7 separate regions of the Mus musculus genome follow, and regions 1, 2, 3, 4, 6 and 7 are each linked to region 5. Evidence: chromatin contacts called from public HiCAR-type, HiChIP or PLAC-seq and promoter capture Hi-C data. All regions are on one chromosome and are shown on one strand. Each heading gives the region's core, a stretch centred on a gene start, on an enhancer-like site or on the middle of the called end of the contact. The rest is flanking DNA. Distances are from core to core; before and after follow the strand shown. Region 1 holds the start of Gmip (Gem-interacting protein). Region 2 holds the start of Zfp866 (zinc finger protein 866). Region 3 holds the start of Yjefn3 (YjeF N-terminal domain containing 3). Region 4 holds the start of Zfp868 (zinc finger protein 868). Region 5 holds the start of Colgalt1 (collagen beta(1-O)galactosyltransferase 1). Region 6 holds the start of Zfp963 (zinc finger protein 963). Region 7 holds the start of Nr2c2ap (nuclear receptor 2C2-associated protein).

Region 1 (2,700 bases), core at 171-2,670, 1.8 Mb after region 5:
TCATAGCTGCTTCTACCATTTTTAAAGGAATCATGAAGTTGCATGTGTGTGTCTCAGGATCATCTGTCTTTAAGATAGACCCCCAAATACCTATGTATCTAGAATACCAGAGGGCCCAGTTGTTTGGAGGGGGGGGCTCCTGTCTTAGGCTCAGGAGGTTGGAAGTCAGGGTGTCTGGATGTGGGGCAGCATGATACCCAAATAATTAGGGAGCTCTGCCCAATGTGGTGACACAGGCTCAGACTCACACGTTCCCCAATGATATCTCGAGGTTGTCCAGGCTCTGGAAGATGTCACTGTATCTCTTCCTGCCCTCAGGAGCTGGGGTTAGCTCTGGGGGAGGGAAGTGTAAGAAAACATGAGCCAACCAGTGTCTCTCTCCACCCATTAGTAGTGGCAAAGCAATCCGAATGTACCTCAACAACCACTCTCAAGCAGAGGTGGGAAGGGGGGCGGGCGGAGAGGGGAGAGAAGGAGGGGGGAGGGAGGGGGACAGAGAGAGAGAGAGAGAGAGAGAGAGAGAGAGAGAGAGAGAGAGAGAGAGAGAGAGAGAGAGAGAGAGAGAGAGAGAGAGAGAGAGAGAGAGAGAGAGAGAGCGCTTCGGTGGGGTCATTTCTGATTCCACAGATGGATCCAGGTAAAATCTCAGAGAAGCGTTTGCTCACAGCCACAGGGACACCATGCATGGGAGGACCCATAAGCAAAGGAAGGAAACAGATGCAGCTGCCATATGAATGCTGGAGTAGAGGGCTGGCTTGACAATGGAGCCACATGGACCCCAGGCCAGACAGATGGAAAAGCACGTGGGACACACAGGCACTTAGCCTGCGGTATAAACACACGCGAGTACCGCTGAAACCACGAGGGACAGGACTGAATGACACTCGATACACAAAGACAGCCGGAAACATAACCCAGTTCTAGCCACAATTCTGCCGCCGCCCCCTAGCCTGATGCCTCGGGGCTACCTGCAGGAATATTGGCCATGACACCCTGCCCCCATCCATCCTACGATCAGAAGCAGAAGCGGCCACTTCCCCTTCCTGGGCCCCTTCCCCCAGGCATCCGGGGTGCCCGCTCTGGCGGGCAATCCGAGGGCTGAAGGCTGGCGTCGTGAGCACTGTGCGCTTCAGGGGTCTCCAAGGTGCTCGGGGATCCCCTCGTTCCTTCCCCTGTCAGTACTCCTTTCCCGGCTGTCAGATAGCTCAGGGGTAAGTTGGGTTTTCTGGTTTAGGAACTGAGGAGCGGTGGTGGGAGGCCCCCCCCCTTCGGTCCCCACCCCGTACCTGTCTCCGCTGAGTCCATGGCGATGCCCGGGGGCAGGGGGTGGGGTGGGGAACGCGCGGCAATGCTGAGAAAGGGACAGGGCTGCGCGCCGCCCGGGACCAGCCCGATTTCCTGCCTCTGCCGACCCAGTGGTGTCGCCCCGCCCCAGCTATGCCACGCCTCGAGACGACCACGCCCCTCCCGGAAGTCGCCATCGCATTTGACTAGCTTCCAGAGTTTACCCCAGTAGAGGAGCCCCAGCGAGCCAGGGGTCCCTTCTGTAGATTTCTGTAGCACCCTAAGTCCCTGTAGCACTCTTCCAGCAAGCCGGGGATGTCTGCCCCAGAACATTCCACACCCAGCGACTAGATTTAACTCCCCGCCTAGGCTTTTAGATCCAGGGCACTCCTGTGAAGAACTGCAATGAAGGACTGCAATAAACCCCAAATCTCCAGGGCAGGCTTATTTTGTTTGTTTTGTTGTTTTGGAGACAAGTGTCTCACTATGTGGCCTGGCTTGGTTTATTTGGTGTGTGGGACTGATTAGCCTCCAACTCAGAGATCCCCTGCCTCTGCCTGCTGAGATTAATGATGCACACCAGGGCTGGAGAGATGGCTCAGCAGTTAAGAGCACTGTCTGTTTTTCCAGAGGTCCTGAGTTCAATCCCTAACAACCACATGGTGACTCACAACCATCTATAATGAGATCTGATGTCTTCTTTTCTGGTTCAGCATGAAGAGAGAATAAATCTTCAAGTAAAAGTGCAAACCACTGTCTAAGTGGGTGAGGCTCCTGAGGTGGTCGGCTCCCTTTCAAAGCAGTCAGTGGTTTTAGGGCAGGCAAGGCCACAAACACCTTGCACTGTGACCTCCATGCATGTAAGGAGGCTATCCACGGTGGCCAGTGACAGTGCGCCTGACAAGAGAGAGGATGTGCACGACACTAGAAAACCTGAGGTCCTAGGTCCAGGAACGCCCGCAGAGGGTGTCTCTCTCCTCTGGGCCTGTGGTAATCCTAGGCCCTTGAGTGACCACCTGGCCCCTCCAATTCCCAGGGGGCCCTGTGTGGCACAGATATAAGTGGCAGCAAGCTTTATAAAATTGCAGACGCCGATTTATTTACCAAAGGTGCTAGCCAGGACTCTTCTACTAGCCCGGCCAGCGGATGCCCACAAGGGTCCCAACTCAGTCTTCCAAGAGCAAGGCAGGGCTGCCTCACTGTGGAGATGGGAGCAGTGCTCCCTCCTGGGGCAGCGGCGGTTTTCCTGTTCAGTGGCAGCCAGGGTAGGCAGTGGATACCAGCACCATCTTCTCAGGAAGGCACTCTCAGCTTCGGAGTCCCCAAAAAGAACTGTAGGACACGGTCAGCCAGGAGTGCCAGGCAGAAGTCCAGGGCCAGGACCTGGCCGATGACCAGCTTGAACTGTCAAGAAGG
Region 2 (2,700 bases), core at 51-2,550, 1.8 Mb after region 5:
AGAGCCTTCCTATCTCAACTACCCTATTTAGAAACACCCTTACATACATGCTGGAGGGTTGCTCCTATCACTTTGACAATCAAGACTAATCATTACACGACTGAACACCACTCACTGATCTGTTCATTGACTCCATTAGCTTTGCTGGGTTTTTCCTTCTTATTGTTTCTACTGCCAGTACTCCCCCACTTCTTCTTTAGTAAAAATGGGTGAACGCCTTTTTCCCAGCACCCGTGAAGCATAGGCAGGTAGACCTCTGTGTTTGAGATTAGCCTGGTCTACAGAGTGAGTTCTAGGATAGCCAGGGCTATACAGAGAAACCCTGTCTTGGAAAAAAACAAAAAAACAAAAAACAAAAACAAAAACACCAGGATAGCTAGGGCTACACAGAGAAACTCTAACTCAAAAAACCAAAAATTAAATAATAAAATGTTCTGATGATTTAGTGGCTATGTACGTGTGTGTGTGTCTGTGTATATTTATGTGTGTGTGAAGAACACACTTGTGGAGGCCAGAGGACAACTTTCCTGAGTTGGTCTTCTTCTACTATGTTCATGCTTAACCTACTAAGTCATTTCCTTGACCCACGTCTTCAATTTTCTTTTTCTTTTTCTTTTTGCTTTTGTTTAAATTAGAATGTCTGTAGAGGCCTGGAGAGGAGAAACGGGGGTGAGATGGAAGGATAGAGAGGTTTTTGGTTTTTGTTTGTTTGTTTGTTTTGGTTTTTTCAAGACAGGGTTTCTGGTGTAGCCTTGGCTGTCCTCACTCTGTAGACCACTCTGGCCTCGAACTCAGGAATCTGCCTGCCTCTGCCTCCCAAGTGCTGGAATTAAAGGTGTGTGCCACCACTGCCTGCACTGCCCGGCTGGATAGAGATCTTAACTGGAAGAACACACATGCTATGAAAATAGAGGAAATGAATACTTGTGTTAATGTGCAACCTGGGACAGATGTATAAACCATAGATGTTCCTTACTCAAATTCCTGATGCCTGGAGAACATCATGTCCAGTTATAATTTGACCTTCTAATTAAAACTGACCTGAGCACCTTTCTAATTGTGAGGCAGCAGGATTGCTGCAATGAGCACTCGGTGTGCACAGTGACGACTTGGTGATGGAGTACTGCTTTACCAGGGAGAAGCTAGTTCTGCTTAGAAGCAAGGAGGGCGGGGCTATGGCTGTCATTTGAATCCCACACTTCGGCTTTGGAAGCTAGTGTCACTCAGGCTTTGGTAGCCAATCAGGTTCTAGAACCGTGCCGTCTAATCAGGACTACTGGAGAGCGGCAAGAGGCGGGTTCTTCACGGCCGCCATATTGTGGCTCGGCTCTGCGGCACAGGGAGGTGCGGTGTGTTGTGCTGTGAGCGCTGCTGCCGGGACCAGTGAGGAGAGCGCGGGCGAGTTCGGAAGCCGCGCCATGGTGAGCAAGGGCCGCTGTCCCTGCCCGCTGTGGTGGATCCTCCCCGAGGCTGGGGCGGGGCGGCAGCGGCATTCAGTGCTGTGTGGCGCTGGGCCCTGTGTCCTCTTCGCCGTGGTCCGCGCCTGCGCAGAGCGCGGAGCCTCCCTGCGGAGGCTCCGCCTCGCGCAGGAAAGAGTCGGTGCTCTGTCTGGGGCAGGCGTTTTATACAGTCCTGCTTTGGGTATCTCATCAGAAGGTTGTAAAACAATAGGTCATCTAGTTTCTGCTACTTTCTAGAAGTTCTGAATTTTCATGTAACATTTAGGTCAAAGCAATCAACTTGAGTTAATACTGTGAATTTTAAACTTTAAAAAAATTATTATTTTTTGTGCATTGGTATTTTGCCAAAATGTATGTATGTCTTTGTGAGGATGTCAGATCCTCTGGAACTGTTGTTGAGCTGCCATGTTGGTACTAGGAATTGAACTCAGGTCCTCTGGAAGAGCAGCCGGTTTTCCCAACCATTAAACCATCTCTCCAGCCCCAACATTGTGAAACTCTATTTAATTTCTTGTCTATAGACATCGGTTCTGCTAATAACCTTTTGCTATTCTGCCCTTTGTTGAGTTTCCTTTGCTACTTTGTCAAAAAAAGGTACACACACACACACACCCCATATATATATGTGTGTGTATATAACATGTGTATATATAATATCTATAACTATATATATACACTTTAAGTCTGTGTGCTGTTTCTTTGGAATTGTGTGGACCATTTTCGTTTTTTTCCACTCTCCACATAAACTTGAGAATCAGTTTCTTAATTTTTCATAAGTTGTTAGGATTTATATTGTGATTATTTAAATCTTAGTGCAGATTGAGGAAACATGACGTTCAGTTCTGAAGCTTCCTATCGCCATATTTATGGGGTATCACTATTTTGTGTTTGCTTTTTGTTTGGTTGGGGTTTTGTTGTTGTCTTTTTTGCTTATTTTGTTTTTTGTTAGGTCTGCTTTGGCCTAAAACTCACTCTGTAGAGGCTGGCCTTGAAATCATAGCCATACACCTGCTTCTCTCTGCCTTCCATGTGCCAAGATTCAAGGCATTGTCTCCCACTGCCCTGCATGGTTTTGTTTTGTTTTGTTTTTTGTTGTTAAAAATTATAGTTCTTGCTGGGTTGGTTGGTCAGTCTACTTTTAACCCAGCACTTGGGAGGAAGAGGTTGGCAGATTGAGGCTAGCCTGGTTTACATAGCTGCAGAGTTCCAGGTTAGCCAGGGTTACATCATGAGACCCTGT
Region 3 (2,762 bases), core at 240-2,739, 1.7 Mb after region 5:
GCCCTGGGGAAGTGGCTGAGGAAGGACAGTCCACCTATGGAGGGTGTAGAAGGCAGAGCCAGCAGGTACTTCACTGGGTACAATGACCCAGTGTCCTAAGTGGGGCCCTGGAGGGCACCATGCTGAGAGGGGGGTCTCATTTCTCTTGCAGGGTACAGCATGTTTGCTGTGGGCATCGGGGCCTTGATCTTTGGCTACTGGAGAATGATGAGGTGGAACCAGGAGCGCAGGTAGGCCCTGCTCACCACCATGGAGGGGTTCTGTGAGGATGAGGGAACTCCTACTTCCTGTCCTGAAGTAAAACGCTGAGACCAGGCCTTCAGCTGTTGGACTTGGGCTTCACAGCTGGCACTGTGGGTGGTAACCAGCAGGTGGTGGGCTTGGCCTTGGTACATGGTGGCAGGTACCAGAGAGCCCAAGACCGTGAGTGTCATAGATGAAAAGTTTCCCTGGAAAGATTCCTTCCTGGGTTCCCGTTTCCTCAGCCCCTGAAGTTGAGAAGTTCGACTCCCTGTGGGGATAAATAAGAACAGTGGAAGAAGGCCCTGCAGGCCCAGCCCCCTGCTATTTTGAGAACAAAGGGAATTGGTTTTGTAAAGCCCAGAGCCTAGTGATGAGTGTCCCCCTCCATCCAGAGCATCAAGCAGGGCTATTTTTAGGATTTTTAAAAAATGTTTATTTGAAAGGAAAGTGTGAAGCTGGCAGTTTTATGGCTGCTATTGCCTGCCTGTGCCAGCTGTGCCCTAGCTTGCCCTCCTGTCCCAACTCAGGTGGCCAGCATTGGCCCCAGCTTCCCCCTCCCCACCAGCCCCACCAGCGCCCTGTGGCCCTGTCACGTCTGTGTCCCACACTCTCCCAATGGCCACATCTGACCCCACTGGGTATTGATTTTCCAGGCGCCTGCTGATTGAGGACTTGGAGGCCAGGATCGCCCTCATGCCGCTCTTCCAGGCAGAGAAGGACCGGAGGTAGGCTAGGGTGGGAGGTCCAGTGGAGCTATCAGGGACTGGGAGGAAGGGACAATGGTTTGCCTTGAGCTTAGCCATGCCTCGTGGCCACAGGACCCTGCAGATTCTCCGGGAAAACCTGGAGGAGGAAGCCATCATCATGAAGGATGTGCCCAACTGGAAGGTGGGCGAGTCTGTGTTCCATACCACACGATGGGTGCCACCCCTCATTGGCGAGATGTATGGGTTGCGCACCAAGGAGGAGATGAGCAATGCCAACTTCGGCTTCACCTGGTACACTTAGGGCCTGAGCCAACGCACATAATAAAGAGTGGTCAAATAAAATGTTGACTCTATAGTGACTCTATCGTGGATCCTTAATCGCTGGGCCCGCGGCCCAGTCATCACAGAGTTAAGTCACCCCGTGCTTTGGCCAATGGCTGTATGGAGCGCCTCCTAGTGGCCTCAGATTAGCAGGTGCCTAGTCACAGGGCTCCGCCTCCGGGCCACACTTAAAAGGCAGCGCGGAGCCAGCTTGCCCATGCGACCATGAGCAGCAGTGTGCACAACAACACGGGCCCTGTCCAGTTGCCAGAGGAGAGGCGCTTTCTCAGGTCAGTGGGTGACAAGGGGTCGCGGCCAGGGTGGCAGGCAGGAGGCAGGTGAGTCTGGGGCTTAAGGTCTGCTGGGAGCTTGCAGGTGCATCCAAAGCTGAGTTGCCAAGGAAACTGCATTCCAGGCAAGCCAGCCCTCATAGTCACCCACCAGGTTCTCTATTGTCAGAGAGAAATTGTTTGAGATGTGGTCAGGGGCTTGGAGTCACACAGAGGCTTTGAATATCTACTGCCACTGGGAGCCACAGGGGGCTCAGGATGCCTTGCCAAAGCCCCTGGCACATTTTGGAGTACAGAATGTATGCATGATGCCTGTGAACAAGTGATGGGGAGGGCACCCGGGTGCCTTAGCTGGATGGTTTCTTGCCTTTCTAGAAGTAATTTGGGATTTTCAGGCTTAATTCCCTTCAACACTGGACCTGAAAAGAGATCTAAGCTTGGCTGCTCCTGTCCTAGGAGCTGGAATTGAGTGGGACCTCCCAATATCAGGCCCCAAGTGGCGGGGGGGGAGGGGGGGGGCTGCTCCCCCAGCTCGCATCCACTCTGCACCAGGGTCAGCGCTGCCCCTTGGTTGGGTTCTCTAGGACTGCTCACTGTCCCTGCTATCATAGCTTCAGGTGAAGACAGGGAAAAGATCAGCACCCCACCCACCCCTGCAGAGGCAGCAACCATGGCTGTCCGACCAAAGTGGGACTGAGCCTCTCTCTCCACAGTGATGCCTATGAGTGGAGGCCAGAGGCTCCCATCAGGTCTGCCTTCCTCTAGTCTCCTCCATCTTATTATTTAAGAGTCTCTCACTAAACCTAGACTATTGATTGTCTAGGCTGGCTGGCCAGCAAGTCCACAGATCCTCCTGCATGTCCCTTGACAGTGCTTGGGTCACAGACACACCTGCTGTGCCCAGCTGTTTATCCACCCCACCCCACCTCTGCAGGTTCTAGGAATTAAACTGATTGCAAAGGCAGCAGTTTGTCGACTCTTAAGGCATGTCTGTGAATTTATTGTGAAGGTGTCTGTACAGGAAATAGACATTGGGTCCCCTGAAGCTGGAACTGCCCAGCGTGGGTGCTGGGAGCTGTACTCAGGCCCCTTGCAGGAGCAGTTCTGGCTCTTAGCCACTGAGACATCTCACATCCCTCCAGCATTGTTTTTGAAACAGAATTTCAGAAAGCAGGACTAGTGAGAGTCCTGCCTCACCCTC
Region 4 (2,815 bases), core at 54-2,553, 2.0 Mb after region 5:
AGTTGGAAACAACCCTGATCCCTGATTTGAAGATTTGATCCTTCAAATCTGGAATGGATTCAGGAAATGTGGTACATTTACACAATGGAGTAGTACTCAGCTATTAAAAACGAATTCATGAAATTCTTAGGCAAATGGATAGAACTAGAAAATATCATCCTTAGTGAGGTAACCCAGGTGCAAAAGAAAACACATTTTATACACTCACTGATAAGTGAATACTAGCTCCAAAGCTCCAAATAACCAGGATACAAGTCACAGACTGCATGAAGCTCAGTAAGAAGGAAGAACAAAGTATGGTTGCTTCGGTCCTTCTTAGAAGGAGAACAAAATATTCACAGGAGCAAATATGGAGATAAAGTGTAGAGCAGAGACTACAGGAAAGGGCACTCAGAGTCTGTCCCACCTGGGGATTCATCCCAAATACAGTTACCAAACCCAGACACTACTGTGGATGCCAAGAAGTGCATGCTGAAAGGAGCCTGATATGGCTATCTCCTGAGAGGCCCTGCCAGATTCTTACAAATACAGAGATGGATGTTGGCAGCCAATCATTGGACTGAGCATGGGATTCCCCAATAGAGGAGTTAGAGAAAGGACTGAAGTAGAGGATGGCCTTGTCATGCATCAATGGAAGGAGAGGTCCTTGGTCCTATGAAGGCTCGATAGATGCCCCAGTATAGGGGAATTGATGGCTGGGAGGTGGGAGTGGGTGTGTGGTTGGGTGGAGTAACACCCTCATAGAAACAGGGTGAGGAAGAATGTAATAAGGTGTTTCTTGGAGGGAGGGAAACCGGGAAAGGGGATAACATATGAAATGTAAATAAATATCCAATAAAAAAGAAAAGAAAAAAAATGGCTTTAGGCACATTGACTGAGGCGGACTACGAGTTTGAGGCTCTTGTACACAATAAAGGAAGAGTCTCAACAAAAATATTCTGAAGAAGCTATGGTACAGTGCCCCCTGAACTGTCATCACCAAACACTAGTTTGGTTCTTTCAGCGGACTTGTCCCTAGGTAAGTCAGAGTCACAAAACTGGCCTGACATCGTTAACTATTTTCACTGGTCAGGGTCCTGGAATCATTCAGTAGGGCACACCTAGAGGTACACAAGAGCCATGAACCTATGTTGACACCTGCTGGCCACCGCAACACTAAACAATGGGCTCTAGACTCACAGCCTAAGGAACTGCAAGAGGAGCTACTCCTGTCACTCAGATCACCTAGAGCAGTTCTAACCAATCAGGAGCTACAGACAGGTTGTCCAATCAGAAGCTTCTAGGAGGCGGGGGGGCGGGTTCTTTTCGGCCGCCATGTTAGCTAAAGGTTCTTCACCGAAACTGAGGAAAGCCGTTGTGGGAGCCAGTGCTTGGAGCTGTGTGGGGGAGCGCGGGTGAGCTCGGAGCCTGGCAATGGTGAGCGAGGGCCGCTGTCCCCTGATGGGAGGAGCGGCCGGCTGGGCTGCGGGAGCCGGGGTGGTGGGTCCTCCCTGGGGTTGGGGCAGTGAACGCGGGGACGTCGGGGCTGCGACCTGGGCCTCCGCCTGCGGTCCGTAGGTACTTCCGCCCTGATCCTCTTGGCGTCAGCGCTGAGCGGGAGGTCCCGCCCTGCGGGGGGCGGGGGATGGGCGGAAGCCAGTACGCGGATGACGTCACGATCCGGGCTGGCGGGGACGTCCTGCTTTTGGTGGTGCGCTGAAGGCTGCTTGCTAGACTAAGGCTGTCTAGGTTCTTTGTGCTGTCTTCGAGAAGTTCTGAACTTTGCTTTCCACATGTAAGTGTGGCAACCTCTTTAGGTTAATTTTACGACATTTGTAAAGTCCAGTGAGTTTCTTTGCAAAGATGTTTAAAACCAGCTCTGGGAAAGATGACTTGTCTCCTTGAATTTATTTTGTTCTTCGGTCAGACATCCTTTGATTATATTTTTGTTTTTATTTCTGCTTATGCATTTGTGGGCTTGTTAATTTTTCTTCCCTCAAATAGTGCATTGTTTTGCGTACCGAGGTTCGCCGAGAACTGTTAGTCAGGAAGCATTGTAGTCGATTCTTCTGTATTGTGTTCACCATTCTGGTCCTTTTCTTCATTTCCACACAACCTTTATTTCTTGTTTATTTTAGCATTTTTATTGGAAGTATGTTGAACTACTAGTTTAAACTGAGAACATGAGCATACTATGCTAGAAATAAGATAGACACATTTGTATCTCCCCAAAGTATCAAATATTTTTGAATAACAATAAACTTAAAAGGTTTTGATGGCAGCAATTTGCCAAGTGATTTCACTTACATTTGTAATTAGGACAAGGTTAATGTGGGTTTTATTCTAGTCTTTTTTTTTTAAGATTTATTTATTTTATGTATGTGAGTACACTTTCGCTCTCTTCAGACGCAATGGAAGAGAGCATCTGATCCCATTACAGATGGTTGTGAGCCACCATGTGGTTGCTGGGAATTGAACATAGGACCTCTGGAGGAGCAGTCAATGCTCTTAACCACTGAGCCATCTCTCCAGCCCTTCTTTTAGTTTTAATTGTTAATATTAATTCTCATGTCAAAGCACACAGTATATCTCTGCATATATTTAGTTTATAAAATGAATACTTAGAAGTAGGCTGAGAGAAATGTAGGTAGAGTTTGTCCTGATATGAAAAGGAACTCAAAACAATTGTGCCACAGGGAGCGAGCCTTTGATGAAGTCACAGAGAGGACTCAGGCTTGTCAGCCATGCTGCTTAGTTCTAGATAGAAGGCCCTGAGAGCAGGCAACTGTGGGCTCAGGTCCAGGTCTGGATAGGGACTAGGTGGAAGGCCAGGCAG
Region 5 (2,700 bases), core at 69-2,568:
CCAAAGTTGCACAATGGAGTGAAGGACAACGGGACAAAGGTCTGCTGAGAGGATAGGGACCTGGTGGGGAAGCTGACGATAGAACTGGAGCATTCTAGATCCTACCTTCCCAAGCTTCAGTACTCCAGTCGGGGATTTGAGGCTCACCTGGGTTCCTCTGCCGGTCGCCACTCCACAGAGTGGTATAAACCCTTCACTGCCACCAGCCACTCTCGAAGTATGGCTGAAGTGTTGTCAGTGTTGTGATCTGTGGCCACCCTGTGAGCACAGACAGGACAAGATGATGGCACTGGGGGTTTCCCAACCTGGCTCAGACCCATCAGCTATAACACCCTGGATAAAACTCGCTACACTCCAAGCCTGTTGCCCATCCATCGGTGACAGGGGAGTAAAGATGACACCCAGCTCACTAGTACACAACTGAACAGAACCTGCTGGTTTGGAAAGCACATTGGTGTGAGACCCTGTCACAAAGATAAGTTCATTAACTTTGTTAGCGTGGAATGCTGGCCCGAGCCTCAGGAATCTTATCTGGAAGTCCCGGAGTTCGCTATAAGGGTCTGGAAGCACCAGCCTGGCCCATTCTAAGGAGTCAGAGGTTCTAGGATGGTAGCTCGCTGTGAGGGCTGGCAGCAAATCAGAACAGATTCCTAAGTACCTGAGGGGAGGAGGCAGCAGCTTGGGGTCCCAAGCCGCAGTGGGGACGAGCCCGGGCACTATGGATATAGAGCCGAGCCCCCTCAAGTGCGTAATCCCTGGGGTACATAACTCAGGTCCTCAGAAAGAGGACCGAGTCTCCGCAGCGCACAGCCGAGCCCAAGTGCATAGCAACCTCCCTCCGGTAGAGACTTGAGTCCCGCCTAGTCCCGGTGCACCGCGCAAGGGCCCGCAGCTCACCACAGCGCCGTGCGCTCCCGTGGGTGGCGCAGCTGCTCCAGGGCGCCCAGCGTGGCGGGCAGCGCGGGTGCCGCGTTCCGCGCCAGCAGCGCGATGAGCACGCGCGGCGCCTGTAGCGGGGACTCGGGGCTCCAGCGCTCCTCTGGAAAGTAGCCGTCCGCGCCGCGCGGGCCGCCCAGCGGCGGCAGCAGTAGGAGCAGTGGCAGCAGCGGCAGCCCGCGTGACCCGCGTGGCAACGCCGCCATCGCGCCACGCGTCGCCTTTAAGCAGCTTTTCTGCCGGGGGACGAGGGCCGCGCCTTAAAGGAGTCGGCGGCGGGAAGGACACATCCAGGTCCCACCCCTGACACGCTCCTTAAAGGGAAGTGGCCCGCGGGTCATACTGTGAGTCCTGGAGAGAGGCATGACAAGGCTACGCCTTTAAAAGCTTCCACTGCTTTCCGCCGACCGCAATAACCCGGTCACAAGACGTCACTTGCGGGGAGGTTCCGGAAGCCCCGCCCCTAGCTCGAGCTTTAAAGACACAGACAGTTCTTTGACCACGCCCTGAGAGTGTTCTGTTTTGGAGCCCTCTAATCTCACGCGGTGGCTCTTTACAGAAGCTTCTTCTATTTAGAACCATGTCATCTCAGTTTCCAAGGTTGCGACATGGTTATTTTTGTTTGTTCGTTGCTCCATTTAAGAAGCCATCGAGCCGGGCAGTGGTGGCCCACGCCTTTAATCCCAACACTTGGGAGGCAGAGGCAGGCGGATTTCTGAGGTCATGGCCAGCCTGGTCCACAGAGTGAGTTCCAGGACAGCCAGGGCTACACAGAGAAAGCCTGTCTCGAAAAATCATTAAAAAAAAAAAAAGCCAGCGAAATGGCTCAGTGGGTAAAATCGCTTGCTACCATGTCTGAGGATCCAGAATCCTCAGTCCCCAAATTGTATTGCCCTCTGGCCTTCTTAAAAATGGCTTGTGTGGGGCTGGTGAGATGGCTCAGCGGGTAAGAGCACCCGACTGCTCTTCCGAAGGTCCAGAGTTCAAATCCCAGCAACCACATGGTGGCTCACAACCATCCGTAACAAGATCTGACTCCCTCTTCTGGTGTGTCTGAAGACAGCTACAGTGTACTATTGTTATAATAACAAATAAATCTTAAAAAAAAAAATGGCTTGTGTGCGCCCCTTCCTGCTCTTACTGTTGTTTTCATTTTCTGTGTTTCAGTGTTTTGCCTACATGTACGGCTGTATAACGTGTGTGTGTGTGTGTGTGTGTGTGTGTCCCTGTTCTCCAAGGAGGTTAAAAGAGGGCATCAACTCCTCTAGAACTGGAGTTGCGGATAGTTGTCAACCACTGTGTGGTGTTGGAAATAGAACACCACTCAGGTCTGAGCACCTTTACCTACAGAACCATCCCACTAGCCCATTTCTCCTGGTTTGTTTTTAAAACAGGTTCTTACTCGGCAAGCTCACTCTATAAATTCACAGCTATACTTCTGCTTCATTCTCCTGTGTTCTGGGACAGGCATATACCACCAGGCCAGCAGACTGGTAAAATCCACATAGATTTTCCTACTCTGGTCCCTAGCCTCTAGAGGACCCTAGGGTCCACAAGACATCTCCTGATAGGTTATTTCTCCACCACTGGTGAAATGAGCCAATTTATGCCAGATTCGATTATATTAAAGATGGGTAGTTTTACTGGGGAGCTGCACTCGCTGACTGGCCCCAAGGATTGAGTGACATCACGGTGGGGGAAGGGAGAATGAGAAAGGGTGTGTACAACCACCACCCACAATGTCCTTCTGTAAAAGGAGTGATT
Region 6 (2,943 bases), core at 183-2,682, 1.9 Mb after region 5:
TTTTCTATTCCCCAAAACCATGACAAAGGAAAACGGCTGCAAATGTGATTCAGTGGGGCCAGGCTCCATCCCAAGAAGGCAGCAGAATTTGGCCATGATGTCTGTGTGGTTCTGACTTTAGAGTCAAGTCTGTAACTATGGAGAGTGTATGGCAGTGTAGTCCCTGCATGGAAGGTACTGAGAAGCTATTGTGAGTCATTTTGGAATTCAAACCTGGATTTCAGTGGAGATCCTAGAGCCATGAGACATCCGCCAAGGAGAGAATTGTCTTGAGCCTTAGAAGATATTTGGACCTTTAAATAATGTTGAGACTGTGAAAGTCTATGGGGACTTTTGACGGAGAACCAAATGCATTTTGCATTATAGTATGGTCTATGGGGGCCAGGGAGTGGAAGGAGGTGGTTTGAATGAGAATGGCTTCCATAGGCCATGTTTCAGTGTTTGGTCCCCAGTGATGGAACTGTTTGGGAAGAATTGGGTGCAGCCTTGGTGGTGGAGGTGGTCTTCGAGGTTTTAAAAGACTTGTGCCATTCTCAGTGGATTAAGGTGTGAGTCCTCAGCCTGTGGCCAAGCCTTAACAATACCAGCATGGACTGTTACACACTGCACCTCTAAGCCTGGTTAAACTGTTTTATAAGTCACTTCAATCATGAAGTTTTATCATAGCAACAGAAATGTAACTATGTCAGGCAAGTGCCCTTAATCACTGAGCGATCTCTCCAGCTCCTGTTTTTTTTTTTATCAACTCTAATTTTGTCTGTTTGTTTGCATTGGGTATGTTTATTTGTGCAGGCTAGTTTTATGTCAATTTGACACAAGCTTGAGTCATCAGAGTGGGGAGCCTCAATTGAAAATGTCTCCATGAGCTTGGGCTGTAAGCAAGCCTGTGAGGTCATTTTTAAAAATTAGAGATTAATGGGGGGAAAGCCCATTGTGGCTGGGGCCATCCCTGGACTGGTGGTCCTGGGTTCTCTAAGCAGCCGTATTTGCAGACAGTTTGGAGTCACCCGATGTGGGTTCTGGAAATTGAACTTGGGTCCTCTGAAGAGCAGCATGTGCTCTCAACCTCTCAGTATCAACTGGAACCAGAGTGGTCTGACTGGCCTCCTAGGTCTGAGGCACAGGGGCCATTGTATTAGACACTGAGTTGGTAACTGGACTGCTTACGAGAACCATCTGGTACCCTGTTAGACTAGGAAGTGCTTGCCGAGTTCACTGAGACAGCAGGGCCCAGCTCTCCAAGAACAAGAACAAGTTCTGCGTCAATGTAAATTCTCCTGACCATATGCTGGAGTAAAAGGCAGGCAGTCCAGGGCAGAGACTGCCTGGTCATCACTTCAGCTCCTGCTGTCAATCAGCAGTCGCTGGGCGGACCTAGCCAATCAGGGCCTTCAAGCTTACACCACTCAATCAAGAGCGAGGTAGGGCAGTGGGAGGCGGATTTTCTCTGTCCGCCGTGTTGTAGACTGAACTCCGTGGCTCAGGGAGGCCCCGTGGGTGCGTGTGCTGCGCTGTGGCCGCCGCTGTGAGGGGAGCACGGGCAGCTCGGAAGCCGCGACATGGTGAGCGCAGGGCCGCTGTCCCAGGTGGAGAGGAGTGGCAGCTATCGGTAGCTCTTCGCTTGTGCGGCGTTAGGCCCGCTGCGGTTGGCGGCGACTAGGTCGCTGCGGCTGTGTCGCTCCGCCCTTCGGCCGCGTCTGCGCAGAGCTCAGGGCGCCGCAGGGGAGGCCCCGCCCTCCGTGTCGGTGACGTCACGGCCACGAAGTGGTTTTTGTGTTGTACCCTGAGGCTGTTTGCTGAACTCAAGGTCCTGCCGGTTCCCCTGAGTTGTCTTCACATATTGGTGGAGAGTCCACTTTGAAATACTTTTGTGGGAGTTGTAAACTCTTAAGTTTTTGCTTATTTATGCCTATGTTGGATAGTATTTGTGAAGACAATTACTCTCCTGAGTTTAATTTGCTCTTTTAAAAGAACATTGACTATTTTGTGAGGTTCTTTTTTTATACTGTTTTGTAGATAAATTAGTTTCCAAATATTCGTACACTATTATGATCATTAAATTTCTTTGTAAAGATAAAATCTTTTATTTGTGTACTATTTATTTAGAATTGTCTGGAACGTTGAGGGTTTTTTTTCCCCCTTTACATATAAACCTTAGAACGGCTTTCTGCTGTTACACAAGATGTTAGCATTCTTGTTGGGATTGTGTTTTGAATTTATAGTGTAAATTGAGGAAAGCAACATCTTGGTGTTGTCTTCTATTTACTAGGCCAGTGCATATTCTTATTTGATTTTTTTTTTCTTTTTTCTGGACACTGGATCTCTCTGTGTCAGTGGTTCTTTACCTTTCGGTTAAGACAATCAGAAAACACTAATTCCCAATGGCTTTAGGAACTGAGATACTGCTCAGTTACAACATTACAATTATAACATAGCAACAAAAATAATTTTTTGGTTGGGAGTCACCTCAACATGAGGAAATGTATCAAAGGGCCGCAGCGTTAGGAAGGTTTAGAGTGACTGCTCTATGTATTCCTGGCTGTATGGGAATTTGCCATGTAGCTCAGGCTGGCCTTGAGTTCACAGAGATCCCTCGTCTCTGACTCCCAAGTGCTGGAATTAAAGACCTGTGCCACCGTGCCTGGCTTGATTCATTTTTGAAAAAGAAATTTATCTTCATCCAAGGATCTTTGTGAAATTTAGTATATGCTTCTCTTTGTGTCTCCTTTGAGCTGTGGTGCTACATACTCGGGGAAATTGCTAACCATTCAGTTGCTCATTGCTATTATACTGGAAGATGGACTTCTTGTGTTAATCTTGTATTCAAGAAGATTTTTTTAAAAAAGATTTATTTATTATTATAAATAAGCACACTGTTGCTGTCTTCAGACTCACCAGAACACATCCCAGTGGTTGCTGGGATTTGAACTCAGGATCTTCAGA
Region 7 (2,783 bases), core at 155-2,654, 1.5 Mb after region 5:
TGCCATTACCACCACACCCAAAGACCTGAAGCTTGTAGAAAACCAGATCCCTCCCACCACAAGACAGGCAGGATATCTGAAGGGCATTGGTGTCCTCAGGGTAGAAATCTACAATCTTGCTGAGTGCCTCCCCACCCCGTGAACCTGCAATGGAGAAATGGGCTAAGAATCCAGGGAACCCTGTGGACACCCCACCTCTCAGCTTTCTTGTACCTTCCAGGCAGCTGTGGCGACTGGAGAAGCCACCCTGGAACTGCACCTGCAGCTGTGTGATCTGAACACACTGGGGAAACTCGAGTGACACCCACTGGGAGGGGCCCTGGAAGCAGAGGGATAAACTGAGGCACTTGGTAACTGCAAGGTTAGGGCCCTATGATGTTCTGTTCATCTTTCTTTCTTTTTTTTTTCCCCAAGACAGGGTTTCTCTGTGTAGCTCTGGCTGTCCTGGAACTCACTTTGTAGACCAGGCTGGCCTCGAACTCAGAGATCCACCTGCCTCTGCCTCCCAAGTGCTGGGATTAAAGGCGTGTGCCACCACTGCCCGCCTTTTTTGTTTGTTTGTTTTTTGTCTGTTCATCTTTCAAGTGTCACTGCCACGGCCAGCACAGGAAGGGTACAAGCACACTGTGCTTTCTAGTCTCCCCAGAGATCTCAAGGCACCCTGTAACCTTGCATCTTCTACACCCCTACACTTGGAATGAAGGGGTATAGAAGCACCTCACCTGGTCAGAGTTCCAGCACGTCTCTTCATCCTGGTCAAAAAGATGTTTCTTTCCAAATTGCCGGCTGTTGCGATTGAGCACAGAACTGACCCTGCAGGACAGGACCAGGTTAGGGGCCTCAACACTTGGACATCCTTGCTGTGAGCCACCCACCAGGCCGGCCGGCCCCACACCCAAGAACTCTGCTACCAACAGCCAGGAACTTAACTACCAGACCGCACCCCCAGCCAGGGAACAGATGCACCAGGCAACACACCACTTAAACCACGGGACTCTACCACCTGGCTCCGCCCCCAGGCTGCTCCAGGTTCCTGATTCTGGACCCCAGCTAGCTGCCATCTGGGCCTCGTCTCCACAACTCAGCTCCCAGTTCTTCCGCCCCCGCGCCCAGATCTACACTGAGTCTCACCTGCTCACAGTGTCCGGACAAACCAAAGACTGAGTCATCACAGTTCTAGGATGACTCGCGGAACGCGAGTTCGAAGCCCGGCGCTGCCACTCCCAACTTGATCTAGCGGCCACACTCCCTACCCCCGGCCACCTCTATATGACAAGGTGGGCGATCTGGGAACCGGAGGAACACTAAAAGCAGCTTTCTAAACCAACCGAGCCCCAGCGGCTCTGCAGATCTACGAACCCGGAACCGCGTGCGGATAGCGCACGCGCAGTGCTACACAGACACTGTTCCGTTCGCGGGGCCGGGGCGGGGTTTATGGCACCTCCCCTTCGCCTCTTAAAGGGCCCTCACACTGAGGTTTCTGGTTCTGTTGAACTACACACCTAGTGGCTACAAAATGTTCCCATGGCCTTCCTGTGATCATGTCTACCTGCAGAAGGCCTTGCTCGCCGTGGATGCAGCTTGGGAGCCCTGCACCCCATTGCCTTCCAAAGAGGCCAAAATAAATGTTGAAGAGGCCGTGCTACTGGGTGCATCAGTCACCCCCAGCCCTTGCGTCCTGCTCCGACCCTAAATCCATCTCCTGCAGGGCTTACGTTTCATGCTAACATGGACAGTAGCAGATCTGCCTAATATATTTTTGAGACAGGGTCTCGTGTAGATTTGGCTGCCCGGAATTTGCCTCGCAGGTAATGGCCGCCTAGACTCCCAGAAATCCTCCTGCCTCTGCCTCCTGAGCCCTGGGATTAAAGGCATGCACCTTCACGCCCCGTATTGGGATTAAAGTATATTTTTTAATTAAAAACACTTTAATGTGTAATGAGTGTTTTGCTTGAGTGTTTGTATACTATACATGTCTGGTAATTGTCCATCCAGAAGAGAACATGGGATCTCCTGTACCACCACTTCCAGTGAGGCTGCTGGAAACCGACTGTAGGTCCTCTGCGAGAACAGGAAGTGCTCTCAAACATTTTCCAGAGTCTACTTTTTGTATTACTTTTATTAATATGTGGAAGTTAGAGCATAACGTGTAGGAGTTAGCTTTCTCCTTTCACCGCATGGGTCCTGGGGATTGCATTTGAGTCATCAGGGTCAGCTACTTTACCAACTGAGCCATCTCCTCAGCTAAGGAGCTCAATAGCAGGCTGCCCAGAAAGTGCAAGGCACTGGGTCCCATCACCAGCGCGAAGGATAAATCAGTCTCTCAGCGAATGCTTTCCTAACATGTTATGGAAGACTTGGTCAAAGAATGGTGTAAGGTGGATTTCAGAGGATGCAGAGGAGTGTGTCCCAGTGGGAGCAAACAAAACCAGACATAGACACCCCAAACATCATGGGTTCAGGGATGAGTCACAGGAACAAAGAGACTGAAGAAGCAGGGAGACTTTCTAAAGGAAGGGCTTTCTGGAAGAGAAAGAGTTCCAGGCCAGGGATTAGCAAAAACATAGAATCAGGTGACACAGACAACAGGTTTGAATGAGAGCTAGGGAGCCACTTCCCACTGGTCTGCAGCAGCTTTGGGGAGAGGGTGGAACCCCAGCCTGCTCTCTGAATGAAGACTCCCAAGACAGAGCAGCCTCTGGGTTGAATGGCCTCTGATCTTTCCTCTTTCTGTGAGCGCCAGAGGGTTCCTTAGCATCCCACCGGTGTCTCCTAAGTCCGCC

The links. Promoter capture Hi-C pulls out the DNA fragments that hold promoters and counts their contacts. HiCAR-type assays count read pairs that join an accessible place to other places. HiChIP or PLAC-seq counts read pairs in DNA pulled down with a chosen protein or histone mark.
Region 1: a contact with region 5 is called in a promoter capture Hi-C map of pre-B cells, with 4 times the contacts expected there. The contact joins the promoter of Gmip here to the promoter of Colgalt1 in region 5. A contact is called at or near these places in 4 of 39 promoter capture datasets (hippocampal neurons, liver and pre-B cells) and 1 of 9 other capture datasets (liver).
Region 2: a contact with region 5 is called in an HNF4G HiChIP or PLAC-seq map of pancreatic cancer cells. The contact joins the promoter of Zfp866 here to the promoter of Colgalt1 in region 5. A contact is called at or near these places in 1 of 39 promoter capture datasets (liver) and 1 of 115 datasets of contacts at active chromatin or transcription factors (pancreatic cancer cells).
Region 3: a HiCAR-type map of astrocytes shows a contact between it and region 5, with 4 times the contacts expected there. The contact joins the promoter of Yjefn3 here to the promoter of Colgalt1 in region 5. A contact is called at or near these places in 1 of 39 promoter capture datasets (hippocampal neurons) and 2 of 115 datasets of contacts at active chromatin or transcription factors (astrocytes and embryonic forebrain).
Region 4: a promoter capture Hi-C map of erythroid cells shows a contact between it and region 5, with 5 times the contacts expected there. The contact joins the promoter of Zfp868 here to the promoter of Colgalt1 in region 5. A contact is called at or near these places in 2 of 39 promoter capture datasets (erythroid cells and neutrophils).
Region 6: a contact with region 5 is called in a promoter capture Hi-C map of liver, with 5 times the contacts expected there. The contact joins the promoter of Zfp963 here to the promoter of Colgalt1 in region 5. A contact is called at or near these places in 4 of 39 promoter capture datasets (cranial neural crest, hippocampal neurons and liver) and 1 of 115 datasets of contacts at active chromatin or transcription factors (astrocytes).
Region 7: a contact with region 5 is called in an H3K27ac HiChIP or PLAC-seq map of embryonic stem cells, with 2.8 times the contacts expected there. The contact joins the promoter of Nr2c2ap here to the promoter of Colgalt1 in region 5. A contact is called at or near these places in 1 of 39 promoter capture datasets (pre-B cells), 1 of 115 datasets of contacts at active chromatin or transcription factors (embryonic stem cells) and 2 of 9 other capture datasets (adipose tissue and liver).

The regions. Positions count from the first base shown.
Region 1 is chr8:69,807,407-69,810,106 of GRCm38.p6, reverse strand. It overlaps Gmip (Gem-interacting protein), which reads right to left and starts at 1,420. Exons shown (of 21, transcript NM_198101.1): 1 at 1,287-1,420; 2 at 249-333. The coding sequence starts at 1,305. It overlaps Atp13a1 (ATPase type 13A1), which reads right to left. Exons shown (of 26, transcript NM_133224.2): 26 at 2,358-2,688. The coding sequence ends at 2,578.
Region 2 is chr8:69,773,511-69,776,210 of GRCm38.p6, reverse strand. Zfp866 (zinc finger protein 866) reads left to right here and starts at 1,300. Exons shown (of 4, transcript NM_177899.3): 1 at 1,300-1,421. The coding sequence starts at 1,419.
Region 3 is chr8:69,892,710-69,895,471 of GRCm38.p6, reverse strand. It overlaps Yjefn3 (YjeF N-terminal domain containing 3), which reads left to right and starts at 1,489. Exons shown (of 6, transcript NM_001353930.2): 1 at 1,489-1,561. The coding sequence starts at 1,497. It overlaps Ndufa13 (NADH:ubiquinone oxidoreductase subunit A13), which reads left to right. Exons shown (of 5, transcript NM_001382215.1): 3 at 152-230; 4 at 897-968; 5 at 1,062-1,303. The coding sequence ends at 1,251.
Region 4 is chr8:69,624,036-69,626,850 of GRCm38.p6, reverse strand. Zfp868 (zinc finger protein 868) reads left to right here and starts at 1,303. Exons shown (of 5, transcript NM_172754.2): 1 at 1,303-1,416.
Region 5 is chr8:71,609,642-71,612,341 of GRCm38.p6, reverse strand. Colgalt1 (collagen beta(1-O)galactosyltransferase 1) reads right to left here and starts at 1,318. Exons shown (of 12, transcript NM_146211.3): 1 at 898-1,318; 2 at 148-258. The coding sequence starts at 1,142.
Region 6 is chr8:69,748,451-69,751,393 of GRCm38.p6, reverse strand. Zfp963 (zinc finger protein 963) reads left to right here and starts at 1,432. Exons shown (of 4, transcript NM_001200023.1): 1 at 1,432-1,562. The coding sequence starts at 1,560.
Region 7 is chr8:70,129,948-70,132,730 of GRCm38.p6, reverse strand. Nr2c2ap (nuclear receptor 2C2-associated protein) reads right to left here and starts at 1,404. Exons shown (of 5, transcript NM_001025586.2): 1 at 1,132-1,404; 2 at 723-813; 3 at 214-319; 4 at 77-144. The coding sequence starts at 1,169. Rfxank (regulatory factor X-associated ankyrin-containing protein) reads left to right here. Exons shown (of 9, transcript NM_011266.2): 9 at 1-1,925.